Regions from separate parts of the Sus scrofa genome. Here regions 1 and 2 are each linked to region 3. The links are chromatin contacts, called in public HiChIP or PLAC-seq maps. All regions are on one chromosome and are shown on one strand. Each heading gives the region's core, a stretch centred on a gene start, on an enhancer-like site or on the middle of the called end of the contact. The rest is flanking DNA. Distances are from core to core; before and after follow the strand shown. Region 1 has its middle 38 kb from the start of JADE1. Region 2 holds the start of JADE1 (protein Jade-1). Region 3 overlaps JADE1 (protein Jade-1).

Region 1 (3,928 bases), core at 1,174-3,673, 320 kb before region 3:
TTACTGGCAAAATTATTTTAGTATTTACAGGTCTGAACACTTGACATTTGGATGTGAGTCTAACTGAATGTTTATGAACAGAGAATGATGATTAATAACTATTTCTCCAAAGAGGTTGAAATGTTTAGGAGAGATGAAACAAGACTCTTTTAAAATTTAGCACATTATGGAGTTCCAGCGTGGCACAGCAGAAATGAATCTGACTAGGAACCACGATGTTGCAGGTTCCATCCCTGGCCTCTCTCTGTGGGTTAAGGATCAGCATTGTGGTTAGCTGTGGTGTACGTCACAGACATGGCTTGGATCTTGAGTTGCTGTGACTGTGGAATAGGCCAGCAGCTGTAGCTCCGATTCAACCCCTAGCCCGGAAACCTCTATATGCCATGGGCGTGGCCCTAAAAAAAAATTTGAAAGCTTATTATTTTCCAGGCATTTGCTAAAAGATTTACTTATGTCATTTTGGTTCTTACTATAATTCTATGTGATAGATAGTATTATAATGTGCATTTTGAAACAAAAGCTCAGAGAGGTAAATAAACTTGCCCCAATTTGCACAGCTACAAATTGACAAACTCAGAGTTCAAACCCTTGAGTCTCCGACTCCAAAGCTAATATTTTTGACCATTTCTCCCATATATTTTATGAGGATGGTGGTTGAGAATAATGTAGGATTATTGCATGCAGCAAACTTCAGTGATAGGTTTCCAAAATGGACATTGAGGGAATGATGTGACTTAATTGGAGGTGACTGAAGCTGTTTCTCTGGTCAACATTAGCTCCCTTGCAAACATCTTGCATGTGCAAGGTGTTGAAGCTGATTCCTTGAGCTCAGCCAGATGTGGTGGACAGAGGACTCCCAGCTCTGGGAGCAGGATCCATTGAGGGATAGTGGCTGTTTAGTGACGGACTCTTTCACCAACCATCTCTTCTCCTGTGGGCTGTGATCTCTTCAACTCAGATGGATGAACTCTTTGGCCAGAAGTGCTTTTCAGCCTCTGGTATTTCTTAATTCAAGAGAGTATTTCATGAGCTTCAGAGTTAGAGGCATAATCAACATGTCTCAAAATCAATTCCCTCCTCCTTCAGAGGCTGCTGACTGGTTTATTTACTTTTGGATTCTGTGGATTAAGTGCTGTAGCAAATCTTTAATTTTTTCATCCTGTGCTTTTCTCTCTCTGTCTGTCTTCTTAATTCTTCTCTTGTACACCCTGTAATGTATTCCTTTCTTCCTCTTTGTTCTGGCCTTCTTTCCTGGTGACCTCTGTGAAATGGTGTTGAGTGATTTTGTCAGCACCATCTCATAACCCAGAGCCCTTTACTGAGCTGATTTCCTCATAGCTTCTTGAGTGGAGACGTGCTGGAAATGCTAAATATACTGTGCTGGTGTTTGACTGGGCTTCCTATCTACATACTTGAAATCAGCAGTCTCTGGGCACTTGTGGTTCATACTGTATTCAGGTCTGAATACAAATCAAACCTCCATGTTCTTCAAGAAGTGTTAGCATTCATGAAAGTTGAATATAAGTGAGCGACTCTTATTTTTATAATTTCATTTAAATAATATAATTTATTCTCATAAATTTACATGTTACTCTACTGCAAATTAAGCCATACCAGGCTTAGCTCCAAGCACAAAGTATATCCCTTGTGAATATTATCCTTTTCATAGATACTCTTAGGAGGGACATAGACTATATTTTATATTTTAAGAAGTCATTTATTTTCAGAGAATTCAGGGACTCAACCACTGTGATTATTTGCCTAGTCTTCTCAAGATCCCACAAAGCAGGCAATGTTGGACTCGATGGGATAGTGCACTTCATTTATTTATTCACTGTATATTTATTGAATGCTTCCCTGTTCCAGGCCTTGCTGTGTGTTAGAGCTGTGGGGAGAGTGGAAATGGGCTGAGCTTGATGCCTTGGCTGTAGAATGTGTCACTTGATTCCACATCAGAGAACCCAGGTGGCCAGAAGTAAAACTGCTTAGCAGTGAACACAAGGAAAATATCTTCTCACGAAGTATCTGATTCTATATTGAAGAGAAACAGGGTCTGCTGACACTCCTAGCTGCTTTAGGTCTGCCTACTTAGGGTCTCTGACCCAGGGCAACCTCCTACTTATTATTTAAAATTTACTTTTATTTTTATTTTTTGGCTTTTTAGGGCCACACCTGTGGCATATGGAGGTTTCCAAGTTGGAGCTACAGCTGCCAGCCTATGCCACAGGCACAGCAAATTCAAGCTGCCTCTGTGGCCTACACCACAGCTCACTACAACGCTGGATCCTTAACCCAGTGAGCGAGGTCTGGGATCGAACATGCAACCTCATGGTTCGTAGTTGGATTCATTTCCACTGTGCCACGAGAGGAACTCCAACCTCCTACTTTTTAGAACTGGTCATTCTTTCAGGTGCCACCACCTCCAGGGCCACAAGAGGGTGCTTTCCTCCTTTCAGGTTATGCCTTTTTGAAATACAGCTCCTTATACTTAGGACTGAATTTCCTGGGTCTTGGGAAATTCAGTGTATTCAGCTGTGGGCCTTGATTCTAGGGGGAGGGAAAGGTGTAGGTTTGGAAGTGTATGTTTATTTGTCTATGTCTATGTCCTCCACTGAGCTGTAATCTCTGGGGACCAGGTTTTGTCTTTTTGTTCATCCCTCTTTTCCTGTGTCTGGCTTAAAGTCTGTCACATACAAGACCCTTAATAAATATTTGTGAGTTTAAAAAACTAAGCTTCACATCAAATCTTAGCTCAGTGGTTTTCAAATTTTCTGCCTATCAAAATCACCCAGGGTCAAGTTGGCCCTGGGATTCTTATTCAGTAATCTGGGGTAGGGCTGGGAATGTGATTCCGGAAAGCTTTTGTGCTTTCTAACTTCAGCACTGCTGTCCAGTTGTTCCTGCCTGTACAGAGCTATTTCATCTTGCTCCTGTGGACTTTTTGGGCTGTGGGTCCTCTGGTGCTTGAGTAAGGATAATACATTCCTGCTTCTTAATCCTGCCATGAAGATCCTGTCAATACGACCCAGGCTCCTTCCCATCCTCATTTTCCTGGTCCTCTTCTCATGAGCCTCTCTTTCTATCATCCTATCCTATAGGAGAAGGGAGATGCCTTCAATGGCTTGTCCTGGGGGGACACTGGGGAAGACACCTGTAACATAACAAGATTTTGGTTACTACCCTCAGGGCACAGCCTCTTTTGAAGCCTTGTAATTGTTGATGTATGCTATCTACTTCAGTTATAGTTAAAGAGATAATCACATACACACTGACATTGGAATAAAGACCATGATGATGGAAGATAATATAAAAAAGGGAATGCATAATATATACATGTATGACTGGGTTCCTTTGCTCTACAGCAGAAGTCACCACGTTATAAATTAACTAGAGTTTCCGTTGTAGCTCAGTGGTTAACGAATCCGACTAGGAACCATAAGGTTGTGTGTTTGATCCCTGGCCTTGCTCAGTGGGTTAAGGATCCAGTGTTGCCATGAGCTGTGGTGTGGGTTGCAGACACCGCTCGGATCCCAAATTGCTGTGGCTGTGGTGAGGCCAGTGGCTACAGCTCTGATGGGACCTCCATATGCCGCAGGAGTGGCCCTAGAAAAAGACGAAAAATCAATTATATTTTAATTTTTAAAATTTTAATTAAAAAAAAAACTATCCTTGGCACAGACAAAAAAAAATGTATAAAACATCAATAAAATAATTTTTCTCTTCTCAAAAAAAAAAAGACCACCTAAAGTTGATAAGCGCTTCTCTTATCACAGAGGCTTATAATATGATCTCCTGAGAAAATCTGTTTTCTGTGTTTTTGAGAAGGAAATACATATGATCATAATGACTTTGGAGGAGAATACTTTTTTTTTTTTTTTTTTTTTTTTGTCTTTTTTAGGGCTGTACCCGAGACATATGGAAGTTCCCA
Region 2 (3,678 bases), core at 1,163-3,662, 280 kb before region 3:
AAATAAGTAAATGATAGGATTGATTATTACATAATTTGGGTTGTTGAGTTGTGCTTCTTGAAGGGAATGCGAATCAAAAACTGAATCATGTGGGCCTCTGAGTTTATTAGGATTTCAGCAATACATTTCTTATATAGTCAGAGAACCCACCAAAGAGGAGCCCTCATTCTCCTGGAGGGCCTGTCATATTATAGTTAGTAAAGGAAAGAAGTTTTTTCCTTAATCATTTCCAGCAGGACCCAGGATTTAACCACACACAGCTGCCCCTGATCTCCAGTCAGAAGGATTCAGAGAGGCTAGCTTTTGTTTAGGTGAGAGTGAGAATATGCTTAAACGGAGTTTGGTGGAAGGAGCAGAAATCATTAGCAGAAGGTAAGGCAGGCAGTAATCTCCCTAGCCTGGGATTCATGAGGCTTAGTTAATTAGAGCTTTTAATTTTCATGGGAATCCAATGAAGCTAATCTTTGTCAGATCCAAGCAGTAGGGTGACTGGCCATTTTGGTTTGCCCCTGACTGTGGGGTTTCTGGGGATGTGGAACTTCCAGTGCTAAAATCCGGACGTTCCTTGACAAGCTAATTAGTGTTCCTCTTCCTTCATAGCCTCAACTTTTCTTCCTCTTTTCATTCTGTTGTGGCTGAATGCAGCTTTCTAACATGTTCCTTGTACACCAGATCTCTGCCAAATAATGGAGTCTCAGAACTGGAAGGTATCTTCAAGTGTCATGAAGTCAGCCTCTGCCTCCCAGCAGGTTTCACTCAGATTGTTTTCAGGTTGCCTTTTCCCAGTGGCAGCCTGGGCAGGGATGTCCACAGATAATGAACGCAGATAATGCTACTTCTATCATAATCCTTGCTGTTTACTATTTGAATTTCTTACGGCTTATCCAATTTCTTTTTTCTCTCAAAAGTTATGGGATTGGAAGAGAGGTGTGGCTGCCCAGGTTTTTGCAGGGGAATGTGAGGATGTCCTAGAATTTAGATTGCAGAGGGCTTAGTATTTAGCAGCCACCATGATTTGAGTGAAGTTACTGCTTCGCATTGGGACATTTAATTAAAAATTTCTGGGAACAGAGGCTTAAACTGAGAGTTCAGTGTTTAGGGGATTCCTCTGGATTGCTGTTAGAACTTTAAAGAGATTGACTTGAATTTTTAAATAAGAAAGTTGCTGATATTTCAAATACTGCTGGTTTTGCTTAGATTTGGTTGAATTTCAATATTTGGCTGGTTAATTCTCTAGATAGAGTTTCCTCATGTCTTTACTCAGATGTATGTATAAGTCTCAGTAGCTCAAGTTTCAAGAAGTGGAGTTCATTTTGTTCTGTAAATACACTGACTTTTTTTTTTTTTTTTTTTTTTTTTTTTTTTTTAGGTCTCATCTAGGGTAGACAGTCTGTTTAATCTCAGTTGGTCTAACTGCTATCAAGTTCTGGTCATCTTAGCTTGGGTAAATGATTGAGAACTGGTTCAGATACTCTATAGAGAACTCTATTTGTCATATTCTAGGTCCCAAACCTTGGCTCAGTAAGACTTCAATACACACACACACACACACACACACACACACACACACATGGATTTTGGTTGTTCTTATTGTTATATAAATTTTGTCCTAAAGCTGTAACCAGTACATGCTCACTATAGTAAAATTTGCAAATTATAGAAAAATAATAGGAAAAGAGAAAAATTACCCCAGTTCCACCTAGAGACAATGACTGATTTGAGGGATATTTCCTTCTACTCTTTATTTCTTATGCAGTTTTCCTTTCTTCACATAGTACATTTTTGCACCCTACTTTTAAAAATGTGAATTATAAGTATTTTTCCATTTTACCACACACTCTTTTTAATAACATTTGGATGATTGCCTAGCATTCCACATAGTGCAGTGCATTTCAGAAAGAACATAACTTGGTGGAGGAGACTACAACATACTCATAGAGTCAGCTTTGATTGTGTTCCCAAATGAGTAAGGCAGGGGTATAAAACCTTATGGATAACACGGTGTCCTCAGAGGGTGCGAGCAGATGTACCATATCTCAGCAGAGCTTCTCTTGCTCTGCACTGACCATGTGAGGCACATGGCTTCAGCTGGTACTCTCCATATTAGGTCTCCACAACACTTTTATCATCCGTTTGCATCCTTGGAAGACTATACGCTTTTGTTGAAAATAATTATTACAGCACTAAACTTTGCTGGAACCAAACTCAGCAAGAATAAGTGATGTACCTGCCTTGGAGGATGTGTCAGTTATCTGTTTATTACTTCACAGTTATAAATTTGCTCTTCATTGCCTACTCTGAGAAAGTGGATATGGGCCCTTTAAATATTTTTTCTTTGCCAGATGGTGCCATGTTAAACTTTGCCAATAGATAGTGCTTGAGAAACACTGCAGGAGGGAAGTATTTTGCTTCCTAGTCTGGCCTGCTCCCTAGACAGGCTCCTGGAGTGCATGGGGCTTCTGACCAGCACCTACTGTCATAGTAGCCAGCAATAACCAGTGGCCAGCACTTTACTCTTTCATCTCTTCTTGGGTGACTTTGTAGTAGAATGCCTCTAGTGAGACATCTCCCTGTGAACAGCTTTCCCAGCACCCTAAAGAATGGATTTCCAGCAAATTCCATAAAGCAGATTTTCAGCATATTTGGTGAGCATACACTGTAGCTATCTCTCTGCCATTCATTAGTCTAGTCTGTGCTCTTGCCAGTCAAGTCTGGATTTTTTTTAGCCCTGTCTGTGGAGAGGATGGGGTCATACCTTGGGTACTGAATCTCAGCCCTCGGGCAGGAGCTGCTCCCCATTTCCATATCCTTTAGAGTTCCTTTTACTCCTGAGTAGCCTATTCCTTTTTATGTCGATGTCCTGATATAATTAATAGTGATTTATATTAAATATTCCTGTTCAAATCACTATGTGTCTTTTTTCTCCTGATTAAACCCAGACTGATAAAGGGGAGGAAGCAGAGTAAGAGCCCAGGTGTCTCTGTCTTTACCTTTCTCGCATGATGGAAAGGCCATTTCCTGCATTAGTCTACTTCTTGACTCTTAGCCTTCCTGAGCCCCAGAGTCCTCATCTGTAAAATAGTGTTTATAATAATACCTGTCTCATAGGGTCTTTTTGAGGGTTAAAAGAGATTAATATATACAAATTACTTGAAACATTGCCTGGCGTATAGTAAGTATTTAATGTATGTTATTTGTCACTATAGTTTAATCTAGGTAAATCTGTCACTGAGTTTGATTGGAGGACTGCAAGTACAAACTCAGTTTTTTTTTTTTGTTTGTTTTTTGCTTTTTATGGCTGCGCCTGCAGCATATGGAGGTTCCCAGGCTACGGGTCAAATTAGGGCCACAGGTGCCGGCCTACACCACAGCCACAGCAACACCAGATCCAAACAACATCTGTGACCTATACCAAGCTCATGGCAACACGGGATCCTTAACCCACTGAGAGAGGCCAGGGATCAAACCTGCAACCTCATAGTTCCTAGTCGGATTCGTTCCACTGCACTGCAATGGGAACTCCCAAACTTCTTAACAAAGCATATACCACAGTTTACTTAACCATTCCCATGTGATAGACATTTAGTTGTTTTTACCATTTTGCTGTAATAATGCTATCATGAACTTCTTTGTGTATAAAACCCATTTACTCTTGGGTTTTCTTTGTTTCTTTCTTTG
Region 3 (3,677 bases), core at 600-3,099:
AGAAGGTGAACTTTGGATCTCTTAATCACTATGACCTTAAGAAATGTAGGTAGAGAGAGCAGGCAGAGAGAAAAGAGGAAGAGTAAGAAAAAGAAAAAGAAAAAAAGAAATGAAGCAAAAACAGAGGGGGAAAGAATCATAGGTCAAGAACTCTAGTGACCTTTGTGTCTGATTTTGACATTCCTGAGATTTAGCTGCATTTCTATTCTTGGGATACCTGAAATACAGTGGCATCTTTGTGATAAATTTCTTTTTCCTTAAGCGCAATTGTGTTTTTTGGATGTTGTTTTTGCTGTTGATTTTTTGCCGCCAAAATTCTCCTAACCAATTGTGTCAGTTTCCCGAGGCTGCTATAACAAATTGTCACAAACTTGGTTGCTTAAAGCAACGGTTTATTCTCTCACGGTTCTGGAAGGTCTAAGTCCAAAATCCAGGTGTCAGCAGTGCTATGCTCCTGCTAAAGGTTCCAGGGAAGACTACTTCCTTGACTCTTTCTAGCTTCTGGTGGCTGCTGGCAATCCTTGGCATTCCCTGGCTTGTAGCTGCGTCACTCTCATTTCTGTCTCCGTCTTCACATGGCCATCTTCCCTCTGGTGTCTCTGCATGTCTTTATATGGCCTTCTCATTAGGACACTAAATCTATTAGTCATTGGATTTAGAGCCAGGACTAATCCAGCAAAAATCTCACCTTAACTAATTCCATCTTACAGATTTAATGTAAGATGGAATTATTTAATTTACACATTAAATTATTTAATTTAATCATGTGACTTTATTAAATTCCTATTTAATAAAGTCACATTATGAGAGACGGTCCAGGTGGACATGTATTTGGGGTAACACTATACAAGCAGTACACCAATTCAACATCCAAAGGCATTGGAACTACCACAATGTTTAGAGCCAGGTGCGTGGGGAAGGAGCGTTGTGCTAAGAATGCTGAGGCCTGCTCTCTACCCAGAGAGGAGGCATGGAGTGCTCTACGCAGAAGAATATCATGGTTCAAGTTTCCTAAAAGATTGCTTTGGTCACAGTGTGTAAAATAAATTGGAGCAGGGAAGGCTAAGGAGGGAAGAAAACCAGTTTTACCACTGGATAATTCAAGTGATGGGTAAGGTAGTCTTGGTCAGCATAAATGGTAGAAAAAGACAGGGAAGGGACAAGTGGGAGACATATTGCAAATTCAGGTTAGTCAGTTCATGTGTGGTTGTGGGGGAGTGAGTGAAGAAAAGGAAGGGTCTAGGTATGTTTTAGAATATATGACTGGAAAAATAAACATCCTTTTCTATATTCTTTCTATATTCTTCTCCCTTAAACTTTAGCTATTAAGAGTCAGAATGCTTCGATTGCAGAATTCTCACTTGAGCAAGGTTTTTTTAATAAAATTATTCATATTCTTGGCCTTGGATGCCAATTAAGTCTCTCAAGTTTAAAATTGCTTTGTTTGCTTTTAAAGAAATCTGCCCAACTTACAGACCTACAAGTTAACTAACCAGCCTACTTCCCTTCTCCTCCCCCCAGAGGACTTTACTCTGTTGGTTTTCTGCCAGCTCTTTCAAATTGAAATAGTTCAGTTTCTCTGTTTCTAGAACATAGAATTCATTACTCCTGGATTTTTGCCAACAATGTCCCTCTCATGTTTTTAAAACTAAGATGAATGTTACAGAGTGACCTTCTGGGCTCGACCCACGATTAGAAGTCAGTAAGTGATATATTAGATGTCTGCATGGATGCTCTGTTCTGGGTAGTGGGGCTGCTAGGGGAATGGGAGGAACTCTGGGAAGGTGGGAAAGGCATTCAGGGCAAAGCCTTGGAACTGAAGTGGAGAAATATGCATGAGAGATTAGGTAAAATTTGGCTGAAGTGAGGCAAGGCTCAGATTCTTCCTCTACCCTCAGGGCCCTGGTGAGTTTACCACAGAAAGGACATAGTCATTAATTCCTTTTGGCCATTTAGATAGAAAACAGAAAGCCAGGTGACAGAGAATATTTTTAAAGGGCTCTAGGAAGAACCACTCCATATTTTTTTCAGTGTGCATGTTCCCTTTCTCTTCCCACCTCTGCAACCCCGCTTAGCCTCTTGTTTCTGCTAGCACTGAAAAGACAACAGAGCACAAGTCTTAGGAATGTATACATCTGCATAATTTTAGGCCAGATGAATTTTTCATTCATATGGCTCTGTTGAATTACATAAGGAAATTTCTTTACCTTTTAGGTTACTTTCTAGGAATACATTAATACTTTAATTCTTTTTTTTTTTTTTTTTTTTTTTCTTTTTGCTATTTCTTTGGGCTGCTCCCACGGCATATGGAGGTTCCCAGGCTAGGGGTCGAGTCAGAGCTGTAGCCACCGGCCTACGCCAGAGCCACAGCAACTCGGGATCCTAGCCGCGTCTGCAACCTACACCACAGCTCTCGGCAACACCGGATCGTTAACCCACTGAGCAAGGGCAGGGCTCGAACCCGCAACCTCATGGTTCCTAGTCGGATTCGTTAACCACTGCGCCACGATGGGAACTCCAATACTTTAATTCTTTTCTCTTCCAATTGGCTATATATTTTTAAAGTAAACTTTTCATTTTGAGATAATCATAGATTCACATACAGTTACAAGAAGTAATGCTAGGAGATCCTGTGTACCCTTTACCCAGTCTCCCCTAATAGTAACATTTTGCAAAACTATAGTAAGTTGTTGTAGGATACATTCAAGTATAATACCATTGACATTGATACAATCAAGATATATGACATTTCCATAACCACAAGTATCCCTCATATGGCCTCTTAGAGTCACATGTACTTCCCTCCTTCCCTGACCCTCATCATACCTTGATACTCACTAATCTATTCTCCATTTCTGTAATTTTCCACTTTCAAGGATGTTATGTTAATTGAATTATATAGTATATAAACTTTTGGTATCAGCTTTTAAAACAGCATAAATTCTTATTGATTTGTGTATGTATCATAGTTTTTTTTAATTGCTGAGTAATATTTCATGGTATGGATGTACTACAGTTTGTTCACTATTCATTCATTGAAAGACATCTGGGTTGTTTCCAGTTCTTGGCTACTATGAGTAAAGCTGCTATGAACATTTGTGTACAGGCTTTTATGTGAACATAAGTTTTCATTTCTCTAGGCTAAATGCCCAAGAGTGCAATTGCTGGGCTTGTGGTAGTTACATGTTTAGTCTTATGAGACACTGCCAAACTGTTTTCAAGAGTGGCTGGACCATTTTACATTCCCACCAGCAATGTATGAGCAATCCAGTTTCTCCACATCCTTGCCAGCATTTGGTGTTGCCGCCATTTTTCTTTTCTTTCTTTCTTTTTTTTTTTTTTTTTTTTTTTTTTTTTAGCTATTCTGATAGTAATGTAGTGATATTGCATTGTGGTTTAAATCTGCATTATTTTCCTGATGGCTAATGATGTCGAACATCTTTTTGTATGCTTATTTGCCATCTGTATATCCTCTTTGGGAAATGTGTTCATGGTTTTTGCCCATTTTCTAGTTGAATTGTTTGATTTTTTTTTTAATTTGTTGAGATTTGAGTGTTCTCTATATATTCTAGATGCTAGTACTTTGCTGAATTTGTGGTTTTGCAGTATTTTCTCCTAGTCTGTAGCCTGATTTTTCATCCTCTTATAGGGTGTTTTGGAGAGAAAATTTTTAATTT

The links. HiChIP or PLAC-seq counts read pairs in DNA pulled down with a chosen protein or histone mark.
Region 1: an H3K27ac HiChIP or PLAC-seq map of alveolar macrophages shows a contact between it and region 3. The contact joins two enhancer-like sites. A contact is called at or near these places in 2 of 47 Hi-C or Micro-C datasets (both in embryonic fibroblasts) and 2 of 2 datasets of contacts at active chromatin or transcription factors (alveolar macrophages and skeletal muscle).
Region 2: a contact with region 3 is called in an H3K27ac HiChIP or PLAC-seq map of alveolar macrophages. The contact joins the promoter of JADE1 here to the enhancer-like site in region 3. A contact is called at or near these places in 1 of 5 promoter capture datasets (liver), 7 of 47 Hi-C or Micro-C datasets (brain, embryonic fibroblasts, epiblast stem cells and 2 more) and 2 of 2 datasets of contacts at active chromatin or transcription factors (alveolar macrophages and skeletal muscle).

Annotation. Positions count from the first base shown.
Region 1 is chr8:96,600,011-96,603,938 of Sscrofa11.1, reverse strand. No RefSeq gene overlaps it. Among named protein-coding and RNA genes, the nearest start is that of JADE1, 38 kb to the right of the region's middle. Within about 2 kb of position 2,423, at least 7 of the 83 cell types and tissues checked have an H3K27ac peak or open chromatin away from gene starts, as enhancers often do. A contact at or near this core is called in alveolar macrophages, where this site is marked.
Region 2 is chr8:96,562,866-96,566,543 of Sscrofa11.1, reverse strand. It overlaps JADE1 (protein Jade-1), which reads left to right and starts at 2,412. Exons shown (of 15, transcript XM_021100682.1): 1 at 2,412-2,645.
Region 3 is chr8:96,282,218-96,285,894 of Sscrofa11.1, reverse strand. The region is part of intron 4 of JADE1 (protein Jade-1); the gene reads left to right. Among named protein-coding and RNA genes, the nearest start is that of JADE1, 280 kb to the left of the region's middle. Within about 2 kb of position 1,849, at least 1 of the 83 cell types and tissues checked has an H3K27ac peak or open chromatin away from gene starts, as enhancers often do. A contact at or near this core is called in alveolar macrophages, where this site is marked.